Regions from separate parts of the Mus musculus genome. Here region 1 is linked to region 2. A link is a contact called in public Micro-C data. All regions are on one chromosome and are shown on one strand. Each heading gives the region's core, a stretch centred on a gene start, on an enhancer-like site or on the middle of the called end of the contact. The rest is flanking DNA. Distances are from core to core; before and after follow the strand shown. Region 1 has its middle 13 kb from the start of Gadd45g. Region 2 overlaps Sema4d (sema domain, immunoglobulin domain (Ig), transmembrane domain (TM) and short cytoplasmic domain, (semaphorin) 4D).

Region 1 (5,501 bases), core at 1,993-4,492, 130 kb after region 2:
CCATTTGATTTTGGGAAAAAGGTTTTGACAATTTCATTCAAGAGTCACTGAAACCCAGGTATCATCACATCCCATCTGTTACTTTTCTTCCCTTTCTCTGGCTCTCGGCTTCCCGTCTTCCTCTCTCTTCACTCTCCTTCCCATTTCTACTTGCTGTGCTCACCCAGGCATGTAAGCGGAGTCCAGAGTCGTCATCTTCTCTCACTCAAACTGGTGCTTGCTGCTTTAGCTTAGCCAGCTGGCCAGAAAGCTCCCTTGATCCTCCTGTCTCTACTCCAGCACACTGCATCGTGCCTGACCTTTCACCGGGGTACTAGAGATTGATTGTGGGCCCTCATGCTTTGGTGACCAGCACTTTACCCACTGGGCCATCTCCCTGGTCCACTAAAGGTTCTTCAAACTTGGGTGTGATAAGGGTTAGCAAAAACACCTGAGGGGTTCTGTTAGAATCCTGCAGTCAAAACGCCAGGATCGATGGACCGATTCCCAACCGCTGTGAGTCTCAGTTTCTCTCTCCACTGGTCAAATATGGAACCAGTGGAAGGGGCACATCATCGATCCTGATTAGAACTAAGCGATCTCACAGAAGGAAAGCACTGCGTACAGCTCCCATCCAGAGGCGCTCCACCGAGGTTCAGCTCTGTCTGAGCTCAAGTGTGCAGCATAGACTCTTTAGGCGCTAGAGGAGCCAAGTGGGGTGTGGCGCTGTTCCTGTGTCTGATTCCTGTCCCCCTCCTGCCCCCCCCCCCCCGCCCCAGCAGTCAGGTCAGTCCTATGCAGCCCGCAGTGTGATTCAGGCCTTGTACTTAGCCACCAGTTGGTACTCAGTGAGATGGACCCAAACCCACTCTGGTGGCTTAAATCCTTCCCGGTCAGGCAGGAGGCAGAGCTGGTGGCTGTACCCTGCTTCTGTCAGGAGAACCTTGATTGTGGGGGTAGGGTGGAGATAAAGACAAATGGAGGGGGTGAGGAGGAGCTGGCTCAGTCCGTATAGAGTTTGCCGTGAAGATATGAGAAGCTAAGTTCAGATCTCATGTAAAATGATGGGGTGGAGGCGTGGGCCTGAAACCCCAGTCCTGGGAAATGGAGGCGGGAGGATCTAGAAGGCACACTTGCCAGCCAGTCTGCCACATTGGTGAGATCCATGCTCAGCAAGAGACCCTGTCTCAAAAAATAAGGTACAGAGCAAGCGAGGAAGATAGTAGACATCAGCTCCAGCCTCCACGGGTACGTGCACACATGCAAGCACATACTTCGCATGCGCGCATAAACAAACACGCATGCGCACACAAGTGGCACCGCTGACGGGGTACAAGCTGCCTTCCTAGGGCTAACGCCGTTCTATCTTTCAATTGGTTGTGCTAGTTTTCTTCTGTTGCTGTGACAAAAGACCCAGGCCAAAAGCAACTCGGAAAAAGGGGCTTATTTTAGTTCACAATTCCAGGTTACCGTCCATCACTACAGGAAAATCACAACAGCAGGGGCTTGGGATAGCTGGTCAGTCACACCCACAATCCAGGGTGGAAAAGAAATGAATGCATACCCCCTTGTTTGCTTGTCTGCCTGCTTGTGCTCAGCTTGAGGGCTCCATTCTCTTACACTGCCTAGGGAATGATGCCACCCACAGGAGACTGGGTATTCCTACAGCAATTAATATAATAAAGGCCCTTTCCCCCCGCCCCCCCCCCCCATGCTCACAGGCCAACCCACTGTAAACAACCACCCACTGATGCTTTCCTCCCAGATGATTCTAGGTGGTGTCAAATTGGCAATTAACGCTAGGCATCGCGGTGGAATTTACAAGTTTTTACAGAGATTACTGGGAATATGGAATTTAGATCTGTCCGTTGTCTCTTCTGTGGATCTTGTGAGAATGATTACTCTATGCAAATATCCCAAATCCCACCCTGGTGGGTATTCTGTCACCTGTGGCCCCATTTGCTAACCTGGATTGGATCCTGGGAGCCACCCTCAGTAAGCTGGTGACTGAGCAGAAAGTGTAGGACCCGTGGGGTCTATCCCTTCTTAGCCTTTCATTCTGTTTTTGTCTTGATAGACAGATAGGTGTGGCTATCGTGTGTTTGTGGGTTTCAGGTCCATCTCTGCACTCCCTAAAGCACTCTTGGAATTTTGAGCTTGTGGTCTTGTGAGGAATTTTTGTCCGTGTATATTCAGACCAAAGACACGGGGGGTGGGGGGGGAGGGACACACACAACCCCACACCTCCAAAAGGAACCATAGGCTTTCAAGAGGGAAGGAACACCTTCTCCCTATCAAAACCTTGTAGATTTAAGAAACCACCAAGGATGTTCAAGAGGGGCCTTTGTGTTTAACTTGCATGGACCCTGCAATGCCCACCCCCAGCCAATGGATCTGAGGGGTGACCCGGAGCTAGCACCGGTGTGAGGGGTCGGGGGAGATCAGACAACCATGGAGTGGGCAGCTGGCCTCAGCCTTAAATTATTGCCTCTGAGTGACCTGAGCGATTGCTACAAAAGCAGGTGGCCAGGGGTGGGGGCCGGGTGGAGGGAGTGGGGGTGGGTGGTTGCCACCAGGGGTCACTTGCATTACATCTGCATAGTTCAGCCCTATTTGCAGCAATAAAAGTTCCATCAGAGCATGTGTCCCAGGAAGGGTGCTTGGCTGGGGCCATCTGCTTGCCCTGCAGGTTTGCTCCTCCCCCTGGCCCCACATTCATTCTGGCCCTGCTGGGTGCTGGCTGCCTGCCTGCCTGGCCAGGCCCATCTGCTCATACTGATTTTGTGACCCTGACCCCAGGCACAGTCCCTCAATGACTCAGACTATGTGTGGGGCCCTCGTGAGGGTGACAGCCAGGCACAAGGGAAGAAGGAAGGAGAAATGAGGGCCCAGCATGGGGTGGGGGGATGCTCTCATACAAGCTTGTCTCCCACATACACACCGCACACCTCCGACCTGAGTCTGGTTGGGTTAGAACCCGGGGAGGGAGCCACTTCTTTTTTTGGGTGGGGAGGTTTCAAGACAGGGTTTCTCTGTTTAGCCCTGGCTGTTCTGGAACTCACTCTGTAGACCAGGCTGGCCTCGAACTCAGAAATCTGCCTACCTCTGACTCCCAAGTGCTGGGATTAAAGGCGTGCACCACCACGCCCGGCAGAGGGAGCCACTTCTGATACATGTCTATTCGATGTGGTTGTGAGACGTTCCATCCTGCCAGTCATGGGTCACGCCCATGAGTACTTTGCCTTGGAAATGCCCTGGGATCTCCCAACTGTGCATACCTATTCCCTTCAGTATTAGGCAAGGATACAGCTTAGGGCAGCCTGTGACATGGTCAGCATGCTCTGAGCTTGCAGTTTCTTTCTCTCTATGTTCTTGTGTGTATATGAGCATATGTGTTTGAGGGGGGAAAGCATGCCTGTGGAAGCTGGAGAACAAATGTAGTGTTTGTAGAGCAGTCCTCTCTTCCTCCTCCTCCTCCTCCTCCTCCTCTTCCCTCCTCCTTCAATCTTCCTCCTCCCACCTCCTCCTCCTCCTTATGTCTTTGCAGGGAAATCTTGTCTGTTCTGGTGGCCAATTGAGACTCTCCCTGCAGACTCCAGCTAGACTCTGGTGTATTGTCAGCTGCTGGGAACCTGTGAGGGGAGATGGTGTGTATCCACCTGCTGCCATGCAAAATGCCATGGGCAGATAGCAGTTTCACATCAGAGAACCCTGGCAGACCATCGTGACTGGAGCTTCCTGGTGGTGAGGTGAGGGTGGCTGGGGAGTGTATCAGTGAGATAAGACATCATGAACGGGGGATCCCACTTGAGATTTGACTGCTAAGTGGGTGGTGGGGGTGGGGGTGGGGGTGGGGCAGACACACCTACACCCAGTGTGTGCCTGAGTAGCCTGAGAAGGGCACAGGACATCCACCGGAGGGACAGTGTTATTACTCAGCTTTCTGTCACGGTGACAAAATTCCTGGAAAAAAGAAAATCGACTTAAAAGCCAGAAAGGTTATTCTGGCTTCTGGGTTCAGGTTTCAGCTGAGCTCCTGTGATAAGCAGGGCATTGTGGCTGTAGCAGCTTGTGGGACAAAGGCCACTTAACTCCTGGAAGTTGGGAAGCAAAGAGATAGACGGGGAAATGTAAGGGTCCCAGTGTCCTTTCCAGAATGTGTTAGTCAGAGTTCTCCAGAGTCACAGAATGTATAAGATGTCTCTCTGTATTGAGGGAATTTATTGTGATGACTTAACAGTCTGTAGTCCAACTCTCCAACAACGGTCAGCTGTGAATGGGAAGTCCAAGGATCTAGTAGTTGCTCAGTCCCATGAGGCTAGTTGTTTCAGCTGTTCTTCTGTAGAAATAGATTCCAACAGATGTGCTGGCTAGTAAGTGCAAGCAGGCGAAGAAGAGTGAATCTTCCCTCCAATGTCCTTATGTAGGTCTCCAGCAGAAGGTGTGGCCCAGATTAAAAGTGTGTGCCACCACGCCTGGATCTGGGTCTTTCTTTGTCCCAGGCTGACCTTGAACTCAGAGATCTCCTTGCCGAAGTCTCCTGGAACTAAAGGTGTATACTACCTTGCCTGGGCCTAAGCTTTTCGTGGCCACTGTGCCTCAAGATCTCCATGCCAAGATCCAGGTCAGAAACTTGTGTCTTCCAGCCTCAAGCTCTGGATCACAGGTGAGCCCTCCAATTCTGAATTGTAGTTCATTCCTGATACAGTCAAGTTGACAGTCCAGGAATAGCCACCACACAGGACATGCCTGATGACCTAACGTCCTCCCACCAGGTCCTATATTCTGCAGAGTCTACTGTTTCCAGATAACACACTAAGTGGTGATTAAACACTCAACCATGAGCCGTTGGAGGACACCAGAGGCCCAAACCAACAGAGTTACTATAGTCTGCATAGGCCCCCCAAACCCTTACAGTGACAGAGATTTCAAAACTTGGCCGAGCTACAATAGAGCACCTGAGAGTGATTTCAGACCTGAGAATAAAACACGTTGTTCTCGAGTGTGCCCCATGGTTCTGAACCCGGGAATCCTTGGGATGCTTCACAACATCTCAATGTGTGGCCACGACGAACTACAATTGGGTACAAGCTCCATCTAGATGGGATTTTCCTGAGCATGACTGTCTTAGGATAGCATGTAGACTTCAATGGATGTTCTGTGATTGAGAAAAGGAGACATGGATATGTTACTCAACTGGGCAGACAAGGAAAAAAAATGTAGGGGCTGGAGAGTTGGCTTAGAGGTTAAGATCACTGACTGCTCTTCCAGAGGTCCTGAGTTCAATTCCCAGCAACCACATGGTGGCTCACAACCATCTGTAATGGGATCCGATGCCCTCTTCTGGTGTGTCTGAAGTTAGCTACAGTGTACTCATATAAATAAAAACAAATAAATTTTTTTAAAAAAAGAAAAAATATATCTATATATTTGAGGGTGAGCGCCAGGATAAAGCAAGCATGGAAAAGGAATTTGGATGAGGGGTCTGAGGACCATCTTATGGTTCACAGCCCTGTGGGCCC
Region 2 (5,557 bases), core at 1,630-4,129:
GGCCTTCAACTCGCCATTCTGGAACTTCCATACCACCCGGGCTAGGTTGGACTTTTGGAAACATTTGAGTTCCGCTGTGCCGCCGTGCTTGAAAAAATGCTGGTTGAAACTTTCTTTACTCTTATCTGGAACATCAAAATAAACGTGCTCACCGTCAACAACTCCGTCTGACCGCTCGACTGCTTTCAAAAAACAGGTTAATACCCACAGGACGGCATGAGACTTCCACCCACTGGAGCCAGGTGCAATCTTCAGGACCAAGGTAAAGACATCCATGACCCTAGAGCAGCCCCCACCCCGTCCCCCTTCCATACACTGAAGGAACTGGCGACAGCTCTGAGAATTTCTGTTCTCACCCTGGCCCTGGAGAAAGGTCAGCAGGCTGAGGAAGGGGCTGGGCACGGCTCAGCTCCCTCACAGTGGCACCCAGTCAGCTGACAAATACTTCTGCTAATGGCTAAAGCAGGCCAGCTAGCAACCAGGGACCCTCTTCTTACTCTGATGTGGCTAGTCAGAGAAGGGGGTACGGGGCTGGGAAGGCAGACTAGAATTCTGGCAAGATTCTATGCCTACCTCTGGTCACAGCCGTTTCCTGATGGCCAGCCATCAGGAGGGGGTGCCCCAAGAGGACACCAGAACTAACCACAACTGTGTCTTTTGTCTGAAATACGGAAGATGAAAAATGCTTTGGGCTTGGAAATATTTGCATATATAAAACGAGACAACTATCTTTGGAAGGGGACTGAAAGCTACACATGAAATTTGTGTGACATTTACACATGCCTGAAGGCAATCTGATGCCATTTGCTCTGTGTGTGTGTGTGTGTGTGTGTGTGTGTGTGTGTGTACGTACATGTGTGTTTATATAGAAAGAGGCCAGAAATCTGAGTATCATCCTCAGATAGCAGTTACCCTCTTTGTCTTTTTCTGTGATGGAGTCTCTCATTTGTCTGGTACTTGCCAAGTCGGCTAGGCTGTGTGAGGCTAGCAAGCTCCAGGGATCCACCTGCCTCACCCTCCTTGGGGCTAGGATCACAAGCATGAACCACCAATGCCCAGCTGTTACATGGGTTCTGGGGATCGAACTCAGATCCTACCAACTGAGCCATCTCCTTAGCGTTTAAGGCACTTCTTTCTAGGGTAGGATTTTCATCTTGAAGCATGACACTGTCCCACACTGTTCCTGAGTATTGTTTTTAGGCTAGGGCTATCTGGTCATACCCAAGGGCTCCTTCGCTCTCATTCCTAGCAGGCTCCAGTTTTGTTTACGGGGCCCAGCTAAGCAGAACAGAGGAGCATGGTGTGGGCCAGGGTGTGCTTTCCAGTGAACCGATACACCCTGTGTGCCTTTGAGCCCTCTTTCTGTAACCAAAGGGACAGAGAAAGATCACAGGTTCACCACAAGGAGAGGTCACAGGTCTGCTGCGTGACACTTGACTTCTGTTCAGAGAGGAGAAAGGAAGACAGACCGCACAGGAAAACCATGGAACTGACGCCCCGGGAGCTTTGCCAGCCCAGGGGTGGGAAGCAAAGGAGATCCACTCACCCAGGCATGAGGATGTGTCACCGCTCATGTCCTGAATCCAGCCCCTAGAAGACAGCAGGCGCACATTACTCTATGGCTTGTGCATGGGGCATAGGCACACAGCCCCATCCTTAGGCATACCTGCTGGAGGCCTCTTCCTGGTGCAGGGTAACACAGGCCTTGATGGCTGGGCTCCAGGCACAGTAGGGGTCCCGTGCTAACACACAGTCTTCACAGCTACCGTGCTTTTCGCAGAATGCCAGGGGCGCTTGGACCACTCCAGAGTTGGAGCCTGCATAGACAAACTTCCTCCCCTGTGTATGAGAGACGGATGGCAAGTGTAAGGAGGACTCAGGCACTGGGAGGGGCTGCTAGCTTCTCCACCAGCTCCTGGGAAGACAGCACAGTCAAACACTGCATGGAGGGAAGGACTCACTGACTCAGAATAGGCCACAAGGCCCGACCGCTAAGACCTAAATGACAGTGTCCTGATGGGTTTTCATTGTCACCTTGCCACACTTGCGGGGCAGACAACTGCAGCTGAGGAACTGCCTATATCAGATTAGCCTGTGGACATGTCCGTGGGACATTTTCTTCTTCTTTTTTTTTCTTTTTTCTTTTCTGAGACAAGGTTTCTGTGTAGCCCTGGTTGTCCTGGAACTTACTCTGTAGACCAGGCTGGCCTCCTGCCTCTCCCTCCCAAGTGCTGGGATTAAAAGCGTGCGCCACCACCGCCCAGCCTGTGGGCCATTTTCTTATTTGCTAAGTAATTAGGGTGGGTGCAACCCAGTGTGAGTGATGCCACCCCTGACTTTATAAGATAGCAGCTAAGCAGAAGCCAGCGGGCAAGCTTAATAATCCATTCCGCCCCCCCCCCCCCCCCCCCCCCCGCCGCAGTCTCTGCTTCAGCTTCAGCTTCTGCCCTGGCTTCCCTCAACGACTACAACCTGGAAGTGTGAACCGAAGGAAATTTTCTCCTCCTGCAAGCTGCTTTTGGTCAGAGTGGTTTATCGCAGTGACAGAAAAGCACATTAAGACACAAATCTTGTTTGGAAAAGCAGGGTGTCCCCTGTCCCAGGAGGATTCAAACGCCAGTGGAGGAACTGCAGGGCCTGGGATCTGACGCCACCCTTCCGTAGCTGGGCTAAGCACACTGCACGCCCAAAGCAGCTCCTCTTCCCAGAAGAGACAGCTCTGTTTCTATGTCTGCCCAATCGAAACACGTCCTCCCGGAGCGCCGAGGGAGCCTCACAAGACTCAAAGTGAAGGAAATTTAGGAAGCCTGACGAGGTTTAAGATTCACAAGTGCCCGCTGCCCCAAGGTTATATAAGCAGCACACAATTGCGGTAGAGAGGAGACTCTGCCCTGCCGAGCTGCCTACCAGCTGTGAAGGGAGATATATGGATGCAGCTGCCTCCGAACCACCCACGGGCTTGTAAATAATCCCCTGTTCCTTCTTCCCTGTAGCTACCTCCCCAAAACTCACTGGCTCACTGAGCTCGACTGGTCTATCCTTGGTGCTCTATCTTGGGTGAAGAGACTTTCATTTGTGTCTTGAGAAAACCACATAAAAGCCCTCTCCAGTTGCTTCCCACTCCTAATGTGACCCCCCCCCCCCCCACTGCTCTCCTGGACTCTGTAAGTGACACAGCACTACAGCTGGAATCCACAGGGCACAACCTTTAAATGCCAGTCTTGTCTTGAGCCAGACAGTAGGTACCTGTGATAAGGACACATCCTTATCAGTCATCTCTGAATCCAGCCTGCCAATGTGACCACGCCTATCAACATCGCTCTGACTTCCAGGACAGGAGCGTGCCATGTTCCTGGGTGCAAGCCAGGACCAGCATTGTACCTGGTGCTAGCAGAAGCCCAGCACACGGGTAAGTGAGACTGATGGACCCTTGGTAACTGCTGTGGCCAGCTACTTAAAGAGAACTGAATTGGAAACACAGGGCCCACAGATGTGCAGTCCACGGGGACAGTCACACCAGGCCACAGTTCAGCAGTGTCCCAGAGCCAGGCATCAGAGACAAGGGTAGAGGCAAGAGGCTAGCACTGGCACTTGAAGCCAAAAGTGTGGCCCTGGACCCATCTTCTCAGGGGGGTACAGCAGAGCCCTAGCAAGGGGAGGGGAGCACCTTTGGCCAGCAGGCATGAAGCAGGGCAGGTGGCAGCTGATCCTGCTCCTAGCTTTCCCTGGGTTCTGTGCTGCTCAAAGCCAGCCCTCAGCACTTAGGAGGCTCACATGTCCTCTTAACAGTCACATTAATGAAAAGCATACACACACAGAGACCACCTTAAGAGGACCATATAGTGATGCCCAGGGTAACATGACAGCAGGCAGTGTAGTCAGGATTTGGAGACAACCCATGTTCTGAACTTCCTTGTTTTATCCTAGATGTAAAATGTGGTGTCCACATCTTCCCAAGGCCAGAGGACAAGGAACAAGTTCCAGCCAGTGGACCAAGCCCAGCTCCCAGGCCATTTCTTTTCTTTTTTTCATTTTGGTTTTTTGAGACAGGGTTTCTCTGTGTAGCCCTGGCTGCCCTGGAACTCACTCTGTAGACCAGGTTGGCCTTGAACTCAGAAACCTGTCTGCCTCTGCCTCCCAAGTGCTGGGATTAAAGGCATGTGCCACCATCACTGCCAGGCTTTTTTTTTTTTTTAAGACTTATTTTATTTATAGAGTACACTGTCGCTGTCTTCAGATACACCTGAACAGGGCATCCATCAGAGATGCCATTCCAGATGGTTGTGAGCCACAATGGTTGCTGGGAATTGAACTCAGGACCTTTGGAAGAGCAGTCACTGCTCTTAACCACTGAGCCATCTCTCCAGCCCCACCCAGGCCATTTCTATTCACTCCTATATACCTTGTTTTATTTTTTGCAATGGGGTCTCACTTAGCTCAGGCTGGCCTTGACTTTGCTATATGGCTAAGACTAGCCTTGAACTCCTGATCTTCCTGCTTCCAATGTTCTAAGGTCTGGAACTAGAGGTATGAACCATACTGCACCCCACTTAGGGGCTTAAAAAATACCTATTCATTCATTCATTCATTCATTCATTCATTCATTCATTTTTGAGACAGGGTCTCCCTACATAGTTCTGGCTGCCCTGAAACACACTATGTATACCAGGCTGGCCTTGAACTCACAAAGATCTACCTGCCTCCACCTCCCGAGTGCCAGGATCAAAGGTTTGCACTACTACCATCTGGCTGGAGCTTTTTATGAAAACTTCGGGCAATACATAGCATGGCTTCGAGGGCAGGTTTGGTCATCTATGTGTTTCCGTGGCTCGTGGGAGCCACAGTGCAGAGCTGAGCCCCCGTGACTGAGGCCTCTGCAAAGGCTGCCCGATGCACAGGGCGGTATGGCAGGAGCTCTAGAGGGTGACCTGTTAGTTCTCTTTTTTTTTTTTTAAAAAAGATTTATTTATTTATTACATGTAAGTACACTGTAGTTGTTTTCAGACACACCAGAAGAGGGCATCAGATCTCATTACAGATGGTTATGAGCCACCATGTGGTTGCTGGGATTTGAACTCAGGACCTCTGGAGGAGCAGTCAATGCTCTTAACCATTGAGCCATCTCACCAGCCCCTGTTATTTCTCCTTACAAATTAGCAAAATGTCATGTCCCACCAGCACAATCTGCATTTTTTTTTCAGGTTCAAGGCACAGACATTTCCCCAGGTTAGGGACCTCCCAAAAGCTCCAGTGGCTTAGTACAATCAAGGCCCCTGGCTCTCCCATGCCTCCTCCCAAGCCTCAGATCCCATGCTGTGTACGCCAAGTTCACCTGGGCCAGAGGCTGCCAAGCCTTGAGAGACCCATCCTAGCCAGTCCTAGCCACAGAGAAGCTACAAGGGAGACAAGCGCCTGGACCTGACCCCCACCCCTAAAACCAACCAACCAACCAACCAAACCCACATTACCTTCTTTGACGATAGCAGCAGAGTTAGGACCGGTTCAGAGTCCCGGAAGAGTTGGGTCTCCTCGATGACATGCACCTCTTTTGTGAGGA

The links. A called contact is a pair of places that touch in the nucleus more often than the background predicts.
Region 1: a contact with region 2 is called in a Micro-C map of the G1E-ER4 cell line, with 2.4 times the contacts expected there. The contact joins two enhancer-like sites. A contact is called at or near these places in 3 of 39 promoter capture datasets (the C10 cell line, the HPC-7 cell line and embryonic stem cells), 2 of 15 datasets of contacts at CTCF or cohesin (CD8 T cells and large pre-B cells), 14 of 484 Hi-C or Micro-C datasets (B cells, the G1E-ER4 cell line, Th1 cells and 8 more), 2 of 115 datasets of contacts at active chromatin or transcription factors (acute myeloid leukemia and embryonic stem cells) and 3 of 9 other capture datasets (adipose tissue, embryonic stem cells and liver).

Annotation. Positions count from the first base shown.
Region 1 is chr13:51,831,084-51,836,584 of GRCm38.p6, forward strand. No RefSeq gene overlaps it. Among named protein-coding and RNA genes, the nearest start is that of Gadd45g, 13 kb to the right of the region's middle. Within about 2 kb of position 3,243, at least 13 of the 459 cell types and tissues checked have an H3K27ac peak or open chromatin away from gene starts, as enhancers often do. A contact at or near this core is called in the G1E-ER4 cell line, where this site is marked.
Region 2 is chr13:51,703,407-51,708,963 of GRCm38.p6, forward strand. It overlaps Sema4d (sema domain, immunoglobulin domain (Ig), transmembrane domain (TM) and short cytoplasmic domain, (semaphorin) 4D), which reads right to left. Exons shown (of 16, transcript NM_013660.5): 13 at 5,469-5,557; 14 at 1,667-1,839; 15 at 1,547-1,590; 16 at 1-125. Among named protein-coding and RNA genes, the nearest start is that of Secisbp2, 54 kb to the left of the region's middle. Within about 2 kb of position 2,880, at least 23 of the 459 cell types and tissues checked have an H3K27ac peak or open chromatin away from gene starts, as enhancers often do. A contact at or near this core is called in the G1E-ER4 cell line, where this site is marked.